Linked DNA regions of Oryctolagus cuniculus: region 2 is linked to region 1. The links are chromatin contacts, called in public Hi-C maps. All regions are on one chromosome and are shown on one strand. Each heading gives the region's core, a stretch centred on a gene start, on an enhancer-like site or on the middle of the called end of the contact. The rest is flanking DNA. Distances are from core to core; before and after follow the strand shown.

Region 1 (5,598 bases), core at 2,186-4,685:
GGGGCCCACAACCACGAGTGTGACTTCAGAAGCATCTCTTGTCTCTAAAAAGCAAACGATAATTCCATCAAGACTCAAACTGTGTTCAATGCAACAGTGAAAACCAATGGTCGTGGGGGAGCCTATGGCGCCGTGGGTTAAGCTGCCCTCTAGGAGTGACAGCTGGAGCCCTGGATTCTCCCCTCTCCTGATCCAGGTCTCTATACTGATGCGCCCTGGGAGGCCGTGGGTCATTGTCTGCGTATTGCGGCTCCTGCCGCACACTCTGGAGGCCTGGACGGAGTTCCCAGCTCCTGGCTTGGGCCTGGACTTCCCCTGGCTGTTGCAGGCATTTGGGGAGTGAACCAGCAGGTGGAAGATCTCTCTCTCTCTGTCTCTCTCTCTGTCTCTCTCTCTCCACCTTCTTTCTGTCATTCTGCCTTTCAAATACACAAATACATTTTTAAAAATCAGGAGTCGCTTGATCAAGAAATAACCGCTGGGGGCCGGCACGCTGGTGCAGTGGGTTAAGCCGCTGCTTGCAATGCCAGCATCCTGGCTGCTCCTCTTCCGATCCAGCTCGCTGCCTCATGACCCTGGGAGAGCAGGGCGGGCGCCCAGGTCAGTGCCTGGGTCCCTGCTGCCCACGTGAGAGACCTGGCTGGAGTTCCTGGCTCCTGTGTTGGCCTGGCCCAGCCCTGGCTGTTTGCAGCCATTTGGGGAGAGAACCAGTGGATGATGTTCTAATCTCTCCTCTCTCTCTCTGTCTCTCTTCTCTCTCTCTCACTCTGTCTTCCAAATAAAGAAGTAAATTTTAAAGAGAAAACAATTGAGAACATTAACAAAATAACTCGTTTTTATTTGCAAACGCTTACTATTAAATAACACCTATACTCTTATGTTAGCAAACGGGAAAACCAGGAGAACATTGAGTGAGGCATCAGTGTTCGCTATGTACTCACTGCGGAATGCTGCAGACGGCTGTGTCCTGCCCAGAACAACAGTCAGACTCCCCAGGGTTTGGTGAGGGCCCCCGGACCCATTCCTGCAGCCGGGGCCTCCATAAAGCTTCAGCTGAAACAAACAACCATTACTGAACTCGGAGAGCTTATGGAGGGGACGTCCAACAGTGGCCAGATATTTTTGGCTGCTGTATATCTTTGAGCGGCCGAGCAGACCAAAGGGACCACAGCACGGCAGTGAGAAGGCTCTGTCCCACCAGCAGGGACTCCACGACGAAGCGTAGAGACTCAGGCCCCCCGTGTCTGCTCGGAGTCTCCGGAGCTTTGAGACGTGGAGCAGTGCTCATCGCGCGTTCTCGTTGGCTTCCGGATGGAGAGAGGCCGAGCACAGAACAGGTAGCTAGTTCACATGAAGCGCAAAGATGCGCAGTCTCACCCGTCACTAAGTAAATGCACAATAAAAGAAGGCAGGCTTTGTCACACAGAAGACGGGCAAACCTGAGCAAGCCCTGTAGCATCCGGCGCGCCCAGGGGGAGCAAGGGCTCTCCTGGAGGCTGGGGGCTGGGGCTGGGGGCTGGGGGGCTGGGGACAGCCATGCAGACTCAGGTGGAAGTGTCAGGCAGGGGCGGTGTCCAGCTGCATTGGACGGAAAGCCAACGACTCCAGCAAATAGGGATTCACCCTCTGCCCTGGGTAGGCCTCAGCTGACGCTCTGGTCTCATCTCCTAGGACCATGCCCTTTGACCTCTGCCCTTTGGCCTTGCTGACACCCAGATGAAGTTAATGCTCCTCCCTGTCCCCCTTCCCCAGCGACACCAAGTACCCCCAGCTCTTTGGGAGAGAGCCCCCCTTGGGCTACAGCAGCCAACTCGGGCTCTCGCGAATGCCCATGACTTGACTCTCCCTGGAATGGGCTTGAACCAGGGCTTGGGGAAGAGAGTTTAAAAGTGGCAGCCAGAGGCCGGCGCTGTGGCTCACTAGGCTAATCCTCTGCCTGCGGCGCCAGCACCCTGGGTTCTAGTCCTGGTTGGGGCGCCGGTCCTGTCCCGGTTGCTCCTCTTCCAGTCCAGCTCTCTGCTGTGGCCCAGGAAGGCAGTGGAGGATGGCCCAAGTGCTTGGGCCCTGCACCTGCATGGGAGACCAGGAGAAGCACCTGGTTCCTGGTTTTGGATTGGCGCAACGCCGACCGCAGCGCCCTTGGGGTGAACCAACTGAAGGAAGACCTTTCTCTCTTTCTCTCTCTCTCTCACTAACTCTGCCTGTCAAAAAAAAAAGGGGGGGGGGCAGCCAACTTGCCTTAGGTTGGGACAAACTTGGCGGCAAAACCTACCCGCCAGCACTCCACGGGCTCAGGCTGAGATACCCTCTGCAGGATTTTGCTGGAACCCCACGCCGGGTGGCTTCCTGTTCTTCCCTGCTCCACTTGCTCTGCAGCCTTGCTGGTTATTGCCCACCCCCCTCTCACAGACTTCTCTACGTGGATCCTGTCTCAGCATCTGCTCCTGCATTCCCTGACGTAAGACACAGTCTTCTCGGGGTTCCCAGAGTATGCTGACGACCACAGGGCCTTTGTGCGTGATCAGGAATGCCTTCCCCCAGATAAATGCTGGGTTCACATCTTCACTTCATTCAGGTCTCTACTCAAACGTCATCGGTGAGGATCCCCTTAGCCACATTGCCCAAAATAGAGCCTTGTCCCAGTTTCTGCCTTGTGTCCAGCTTCATTTTCTTTGTGTCACTTGTCAGCACTTAACTGTATTTGATATATATTGCTTATGGTCTTTCTCTCCACCAGCATACATCAGAGGCTAGGGGTTTTGCTTTGTTTTATTCTTCTCCTTAACTCCTGGGCTGGAATTAACGCCTGCCAGAGGAATGCCTCAGAGACACGTGCTGGTTGAACAGACGAGTGAGTGACACCTGGGGATCTATGCAGCCTTGGGGAGTGGACAGTGGTGTTCCCCTTTGAGTGAGGGTCTACCTACAGCCCTGGCATTTTTTGCTTATTAGAGGAAAACAGCTTTTCAGATTCCAGAAGCATTTATTGAGACATCAAAGTTGTGTTCAGAGCCCCAGGGGAGGTTTCCAGGGGGACCTAGACCCCACAAACGGGTACTTACAAGCACTGGGTGGTCTGTGCATGGGCCTGTGCACACAGAGGAAGAAGCCATCACTGCTGCCTGGGAGGGTCCAGGAGGGCTTCATGGAAGAGGCCACATCTGACGGAAGAGTGACGCTGGGGGAGAAGGTGGATTGCGTTCTGTTAGGAGGAGTAACGCAAGGGAAGGCTTAAAGCCTGGGGCCTGAACGCGTGGGTGAATCAGAAAAGCGTGCCCGAGCCTGGCAGGATACCCAGAACCGAGGCCACAGTCTCGGGTGGGATAGCAGCGGCAGGGAGGAACCCTGGGTCGGGTTTATGCTGGGGAGCGGCAAGGGGAGTACGATGGGAGTGGGTTCCCCAGGAGGCGACGGGGATGAGGTGGAGAGGGGAAAAGCCTGGGGTGGCAGGTGCTGGGGGCTTCGCTTGCTGTCTCGGCGCGCTCGCCGCTGCAGGCGCACAGCTGAGCTGTTGGCAGCAGAGGGCGCTGTGACCCAGGGCATCGCGGGGCACCGCACCTGGAGCCCTGCGAGACAGCGCACTCTCCGACCGCGACCCCTGCCGCCGCTCTGGGCACACAGCCTTGGGAAAGCGTTCCTGTTGCCTCTGGTTTGGCTTTTCCTTTCCCTGCGACCACAGCTGGGCGGGGCTGCTGCGGGGAGCAGAGGGCTAAGACCCTTGAGGGCTCAGAGCTCGCGGCCTCAAGGAGACAGCATCAGCACCTGCCAGGAACACTTGTGAAACGCAGGACCCCAGGTCCCATTGCAACCCGCATGCCCGGCGCTCACAAGCACTTCTGGTGATTTTGATGCAGGTCAAGGCCCGGAATCACAGATCTGAGAAAGCACCGCTAAGTGTGGGGAGAGCCTGCAAAGGCCTGAGCCCACGTGATGTAGAAGGGCCCTGGAGGACTCCCTGGAGGAGTCGCTCAGCCACGCAGAGGGAAGAGGAGAGAGGGGACAGAGGAAGGAGGGCTTCGAACTCCAGCTCAGAGGGGCCTACCTCAGAGTCTGTCCCACCAGCCACTCTTCCGAGCTCCCTAGGGGGAGCCCATGTTCTGAACGCTGCCTTCCAAACAAGCTGCTCTGGGTAGTGAATAATTCATTCACTTCCCGCTGCTTATTAATCAATACATAGAGGACTCCAATCAGAGGTTTTGATTAGCATGGGCTCTCCAGACTTCCTCCTCTGAATTAATAATGATCGAAACTGCTATTCCCCTGGGGCGGAGGCTGGCCCCGCTCCGAGCCGAGCACTTGACGTGGAGTAGCCCATTCACTCGCCACCGGGAACCCTTGCGTGTGGTGCTCTGACCGCCCCCAGCCGGCCCACAGGCGCACGGCTGTCCGTGCTGTGACAGGCTGGTCCTCCTGCAGAGCGGGAGGGAGCCCGAAGTAAGGGGTCCCAGCCCCAAAGGCCGAGGCTGGCCCGGGAGCTTGGTCAAGCGTGTGCTTCCGGGTGCGCACTTCACAGCGCTGGCAGAGCTCCTGGTACCCGTTTCGGTCCCCAGAGTCCCTGGGATTCTGGGAGTCCAGGTCAGAACCGCAGAGCCAATCCCGCCCTCCCTCTCCTCCCCCGCCCCTTCTTGCACACTGACTGTACAGACGAGAATGTGGGGGGCCCAAGCAGGTGCTGCCTTCCCTGAGCTCCTCAAAGCCCCCTGAGGTCACCACCTCCCCCGCCTCCCGTCTCCCTCCCTCCCTTGCTTCTTTCTGTCTGAAGCATCTCTGTGGCACAGGACCTTTGCAGTCCCCGTGGGCTCCAGGTGCTGCCGCCATGGGCTGTGTGACCAGGCGCCACAAAGGTGCTTTCCTGCAGGCGTCGGCAGCAGCCCTAACCCCATCAACTCTCGCCTCCCCCTGGCTTTGCAACACAGAATACAGACCCACCTGCCCGGCCCTGGCCCTCCATGCCTACCCACCTGTCGGCCCTCAGTTCCCACGCGGGGCAAACTCCAGGCTGGTCCCAACAGCCCTTTAGGGAGCTCTGGCTGCCCCGTCCTTTTCTGAAAAGGAACCATCTGGTAAACCGGCTCTGGGTCCACCTTTCCTCTCCTTGGGTCAGTTTGGTAAGCCAGGTTTCGCCATCTGCCTGCTAGGTGAGCTCGCTTTGTGTTTGTGCTAATAAGTGGGTTTAAGTGATATTTTCGGTGTGAGCTCCTAGGCGTGCGGACAGCAGTCAGACCTGGGGTGGGGGGCTCCCCACCAAGGGAGCTGGCTCGGGCTGTGCCTCGGGCACAGGTCTTATGCCCTGGGGAATGCTGGGCAAACACGAGCTGCCTCTCTTGCTCTCCCAGCTCTAAGGGAAAACGAGGAGTCTTGGGCGGAAGTTGCTGGCGGCCAGAGGAGAGAGACAGAAAACCCCATTTGTGAGCAGTCTGGAGTCTCTGCCTCCGAGGCCGGTTTCTCGGGATCGACTGTTACAGAAGCCAAAGCATCGGTCAGAATGCTTTTAATAAAAGTGATCTTGAACGTTGCTACAGAAGCAGGATGCGCTGCTTGATAGAAATTGATTCAATTCTCTCCAAAAACAACATAGCCAGCTCCACCTGGCCAGCA
Region 2 (5,598 bases), core at 1,351-3,850, 82 kb after region 1:
CGGAAAAAAGCCGGAGCTGCGCTGATCTGAAGCCAGGAGCCAGGAGCTTCTTCCAGGTCTCCCACGGGGATGCAGGGGCTCAAGGACTTGGGCCATCCTCTACTGCTTTCCCAGGCCACAGCAGAGAGCAGGATCGGAAATGGAGCAGCAGGGACTCAAATCAGTGCCCATACGGGATGCCAGTGCAGCAGGCAGTGGCCTAACCCACTATGACAGGACCCTGGCCCCTCTTGTTTATCTTTCTAATTCAAAATACACTCAAATGCCTACACAGCCAACTGACGGGACTAAATGAGCTCGTGGATGGCACGGGCTCAACACAGGGCCTGGCAAGCAGAGAGTGTGTGAGCAACGGCCGTTTCCCTTTCGGTAGGGTGAGTGCTGAGGAGCAGTAGCTGTGGACACGTCCACGGAAGGGGTGACGTCGACCACGTCCCACACAGGGGGCTGGAGTCCAGGACTCTTTGCCCTGCGGAGGAAGACCCTGGGGCAGGGGGCCACAGATGCTGGCTGGGCCTCCCGGGAGTCAGCCACCCTTCTCCCGGGGCGAGGTCTCCCCAGACTGCCTTTCGGGGAGCCGCTCCTCCCACACACAGAGCTCGTGTAGTTTGAGTAAGCTTACCTGTCCCCTTACACACAGCTCAAAATAAGACTAATTGCAAAAGTAGTGCAAGGAAGCCCAAGACGTGTGTTTTCCATGGCTATTTTGAAATAGCAATCCTTTACCTTCTCTCCTCTGCTTCCTGTTCCTCCCATCAGAGTCAAATTCACGCCTCCTGCAAGCCAGAGAGGCACCTGTCTGTTGGGTCGCCCAGCGCTGCCTCACAGTGTGTCACCTGAGCCGCAGGAATCCGACTGCTGCCCAGGAGTCCAGGGGAGTGGACGGCGATGAGGGGGCTGAGGCTCACGGAGGTGAAGCCACTGCCTGGCGCCAGATAGCTCGCAATGTATATCGAGTTGCTGTACTTCATGTATGTAGGACAACACCTTGCTCATGGAGATGTTTAAGTGTTAGCGACGGTAATAAAAAGAACCACAAAACTTAAAACGTGGCTCGGAGAATAGAAAAGATTTCTAGTTCCACGCAGTCGCTTAAACCCACATTGCTTCCTTCCCGCTGCTCTGCTGCTCATGACCCCAGCCTCAGGGGCGAAGATGGCTGCTCGAAATCTGAGTCGGCTTTCTGTCTTCTTTTTTTATCTTTGACTGCAGATGCAAACTGGCCAAGGACACCTCCACGTCCTGCTCTCGGAGAGCAAATGCTCTCGCCAAGAGTGTAACCACATAATCACATTTAGCGGCAAGGAGGGCTGGGGAATAGGGCTCAATTCCAAGAGTCCATCAGGCATCACCTGGGCCATTCACTTTCCTGCTTTGGGTCTCAGTTTCCTTGTCTGTAAAATGGGGACAGGAAGGGGACTTACCCCTGGACTGCTGCTGTGAAAGCACTCGCCATAGTTGGGGACACGGAGCAGGCCCTCAGGGGCGGGGTGGATGGGGGGAGAATGGCAGCTTGAGAGCATGGAAGAAGGAAAGTCCACGGGAGCGGCAGTGTGCACTGGGTCCAGGTGGCACGCATGAGCAGGCTTGCCTGAGAAAGGCCCAGCTCAGAGGGACGAGCATGTGGGCCGGGAGGCCAGAGGGCAAGGGGCATGCTTGGAGTGGGCAAGGGCCAAAGAGTGACGGCCCCGGAGAGACAGACTGAGGAGTTTCAACTTGACCCTGGTGGTGTTTGGAAGCCGTGGAGTTAGGAGCAGAGTGGAGAGAGGCAGGCTTGTGCTTGGGGGAGGTCTCTCTGTACTGTGAGTAGAATGAACCCGAGAGGAGAGATGGGGAGGCCAGAGAAGCCGGTCACCCCGATTCAGGCAGCAACGAAGGCCCTGGGGCAAATGGGGGCCCGGTGGGGTAGATGGGAGACACGGTGAGGAGACAGACGGACTAAGCCCAAGGAGATATTTTGGTGTGAAAACACGTGGATCTCAAGGTCTGACATAGGCAGGTCTTCTTTAGCTGAATGAATGACTCTATCTGAATTGCTTAGGATTAGGTGTGTGGCTTTGAGAGACAAAATCATCGGAGATTAAACCAAAGGAACCAGGTGGTCCAGCACTGGTGTGGTTGTCCATAGTGTTAATGTCCAGGCCTCTCCACCTTGGCACTTTGTCAATCATGGGTCAGACCGCATGACCCAAAAAGGCTGCATCAGCCACTGCATCAATATTCCAGCCAGCAAGAGGGAGAAAAGAGAAGGGCACCTTCCAGAAGCTGCCCTGGCCACATGGCACGAAAGGCCCCAACCTGTGCTCTCTACACTGGGCGTCATACAGGGAAGAAGAAGCTGGAAGTCCTGCTGCCGAAGGAGATGGGGGCAGGGGCGACCGTGTCAGTAACGTCCTACTGATGTGGGGCCACTGGAAGGGGACAAACTTTTCCCTTGGGTGGGACCCAGCAGGAAGACGAGGCTGTAGCAGGTAGGATCAGATCAGAGTAGATGCTGGGATTCAAGTCTAGGAGGAGACGGTCTGCAAATGGGTCCAGAGCTCTGGAGCGACGTCTGAGCCGACGATGAGCATGTTTGGAGTAAGCACATCCATGGTTGCCATGGGAACAAGGGTGCAGCGTGATGGAGGAAGACGGCCAAGGACAGAGCTGTGGGGGATGCACACTTGAGGGAAGCTGGAGACTGAGAAGGAGCAGCAGGGGAGGCTGGAGGAGCAGCAGCAGGAAGGTGTGGAGGGAACTCAGGGAGACGTTTCTCAGAGAAGGGTGTGGTCAGAGGTGCCTGGCGCAGCTGACAGCTCAGGTAGGGCACAGGCTGAAAGGAGGCCGTTCAGTTTGGCAACCAGGAAGTCCAAAATCACTAGAGAAGCTGAGAGACAGGCATCAGCTGCAAGGGGTCAGCAGGACGTGGGAGGAGGGCACACAGCTTGTTGAAGGCCTCTTCCCCTGCCTCAGCACTTTCACAGGACAAATGAGCTGCGCCTGGTGCTCCATCGGAGTCTTCTGCTGGACGGGAAAGCATTGCAAAAGCTCTCTACCCCTGTTTGACCCCAAGGCACCTGCTTGAGGTGGGCTGCGACACCCCCTTTAGCCTGCAGGTGGCAGCACCACACCAAATGACACACCTGGACCAGGCTTGCTGAGACTCCCATAGTCAGGGAAAGGAAGCTTAGCTCCCCCAAGGTCTGGGACTGGAGCGGGAAGTGGAGCGAAAGGAACGGGGGTTCTGGTTCAAATCCTGGTTCTGTCGCTGACTGGCTGTGCCTGCTGCTTGGTGGGCAAACTTGGGCCAAGCAGCCCAACCCTGCATCCCAGCCACGCTGGGTGAAACAAGGGTGGCTGTGCCTGATGTCCTCACTGGCAGACCTGGGGCTGGGCTGGGCTAAGCGGGGCAGGCTCAGAAGCAGGAGGATGGGATCCAGCCTGGCCGCGGGGGATGCCTAGGGTCCCAGCTGGGACCGGACAAAGTCAGGGCTTTGGCATCCAGAAAGTTAGGTTCAGATTTTGCAGATGAGGGAACTCAGGTTCACGGACAAGGGGAAATGACTTTCCCAGGCAAACCAGAAGCATCAAAACTGAATTTTAGGGGAGCAGTTTTTGTGTGTGATATTTTGAGGGTGGGTGGGAAAGCTTCCAAGTTGTATCATGAAAAAAATTAGAACTTTGGGATTTCTATTTTTCTCTTTTTTGGAAATTAAGTAATTTATTTGAAAGGCAGAGTTACAGAGAGAGAAGGAGAGACAAAGATTTTTCATCCACTGGTTCACTCCTCAAATGGCCACAACGGCCAGGGCTGGGTCAGACTGAAACCAGGCACCTGAACTCCATTCAGATCTCCCAAGTGGGTGGCAGGGTTCTAAGTACTTGGGCCATCCTCTGCTGCTCCCCCAGGTGCATTAGCAGGGAGCTGGATTGGAAATAGAGCAGGCAGGACTTGAATGGGTGTTCATGTGGGATGCCAGCACCACAGGGAGTGGCTTAACCCGCTGCACCATGATGCTGGCCCCATCTGTTTTAATTTTCATTTCTTTTAGGGGCAGAGAGAGAGAGAGAGAGAGAGAGAGAGCTCTCATCTGCTGGCTCACTCCCCAAATGACCACAGTGGCCAAGCTGGGAGCCAGGAACTCAATCCAGGTCTCCCATGTAGGTGGCAGGGATCCAACTACTTGAGCCATCAATGCTGCCTCCCAGGATCTGCGCTAGCAGGAAGCTGCAGTCAGAAGCCAGAGTTTGGAATCTAATGCAAGCAGGCCGACGTGGGACCCGGGCATCAACCTCAGGCTAATGAGCAGCCCCTGTGGAACTTCTGGGCCAAGCCTGTGTGTTTTGGTGATTTCTGCACTTAGGACATCTGAAGGTTTTCCTCTCCCCTGGACCCTGTCTAGCACCCAGATCCAAGTGCACCCCCACATCTGTTCCTTCCTTGCAGGGGCAGAGCTGACAAGGGGTGTAAGGGGGCACCCGGGACAGGCCTGCCGTTGAGAGCTACAGGCTCAGCTCTGGGCTCTGCCCTGGCTTGCTGGGCCTCAGTTTCCCCAGATGAGCACTGAGCTTCACCTTGACCTTCCCTGGCCACCCCTCCCAAGAGGCCACTCCCAGAACAGCTGTCACTCTCTCATTTCTGTTTTATTTTCTTCTCAGCGCTTATTACCCTCTGAAATTATCTTTTTTGTTTACTTCCTGTCTAGACGGTGGTCTACTGTCTACTCTGCGTTAGCAAGGACTTGGCGAGTTTGGGAGAAGCCGCAGTAACCTCGGCAGAGCTTGACACACAGTGGCGATGACCAAACAGCCGTAGAGTAAGTGAAGGCAAGCAGAGATGAGAGACCTCTCCAAGGCAAGTCCTGGAGCCCCATGTGAACTGCTCGGTTCTGCTATCTCTCTCTCTCTCTCTCTCCCCCCCCCCCCAGACATGCTGGGCCTAGCCAAAGGCCTTCATGGTGGGGTGTTCTGGCTCCAAAAGTCCAGCCTGTTTCCTGGGTCCGGGGTGGTGCACCCACACCAGCCAGGGTCTTTACTGACGCCTTGTGGTGATGGGCACACATTGCAGGGGCCTGGAGGATTCGCAGGCGGAGCTGCCCAGCCCGGAGGGGGCCTTGCTTCCCTCCCTTCCAGTGGGCATTTGTTGCTGGGGACTGTGATGACCACAAAAAAGAACCAGGTGTGTTTCTCACCCTCCAGGAACTGAGGTCATCCTGGGGAAGGGGAGGGGTGAGGGGGCTAGGAGAGGAGCTAAGGGGGAGTCTGGCAGGAGTGAGGGGGAGGTAAGGGCAGACCCCACCCCAGTCTGAGCAGGCAGGGCGGCCTGGGTGGCAGGCTCAGGCTCGTCTGCCCAAGGAGTGTTACCAGCCGTCTTCCCCACTTCCTTCGGGAAATCTGCCAGTCTTCACCCATTTTAGAGGGTGTTGGGGAGAGAGAGAGGAAAGAGAGAAAGAGAGAAAGAGAGAAAGAGAGAAAGAGAGAGAGAGAGTGTCTAGTGCCAAGAAAAGCCATTTGGGACAAAAACAAAAACATTTAATGAAAATTTTAAAAATCCCTTGTCATGTACAATGTGAATCTTCCACCCCATCGTCTCCAGTGAGATTCACCTCTCTAGCT

What was found. Hi-C and Micro-C count contacts between places; a contact is called where the count stands out from the background.
Region 2: a Hi-C map of an unstated tissue shows a contact between it and region 1, with 6 times the contacts expected there. The contact joins two enhancer-like sites. A contact is called at or near these places in 4 of 6 Hi-C or Micro-C datasets (ear pinna, embryonic fibroblasts, skin fibroblasts and 1 more).

Annotation. Positions count from the first base shown.
Region 1 is chr7:132,010,451-132,016,048 of mOryCun1.1, forward strand. No RefSeq gene overlaps it. Among named protein-coding and RNA genes, the nearest start is that of CTPS1, 17 kb to the left of the region's middle. Within about 2 kb of position 3,436, at least 1 of the 8 cell types and tissues checked has an H3K27ac peak or open chromatin away from gene starts, as enhancers often do.
Region 2 is chr7:132,093,156-132,098,753 of mOryCun1.1, forward strand. No RefSeq gene overlaps it. Among named protein-coding and RNA genes, the nearest start is that of CITED4, 11 kb to the left of the region's middle. Within about 2 kb of position 2,601, at least 2 of the 8 cell types and tissues checked have an H3K27ac peak or open chromatin away from gene starts, as enhancers often do.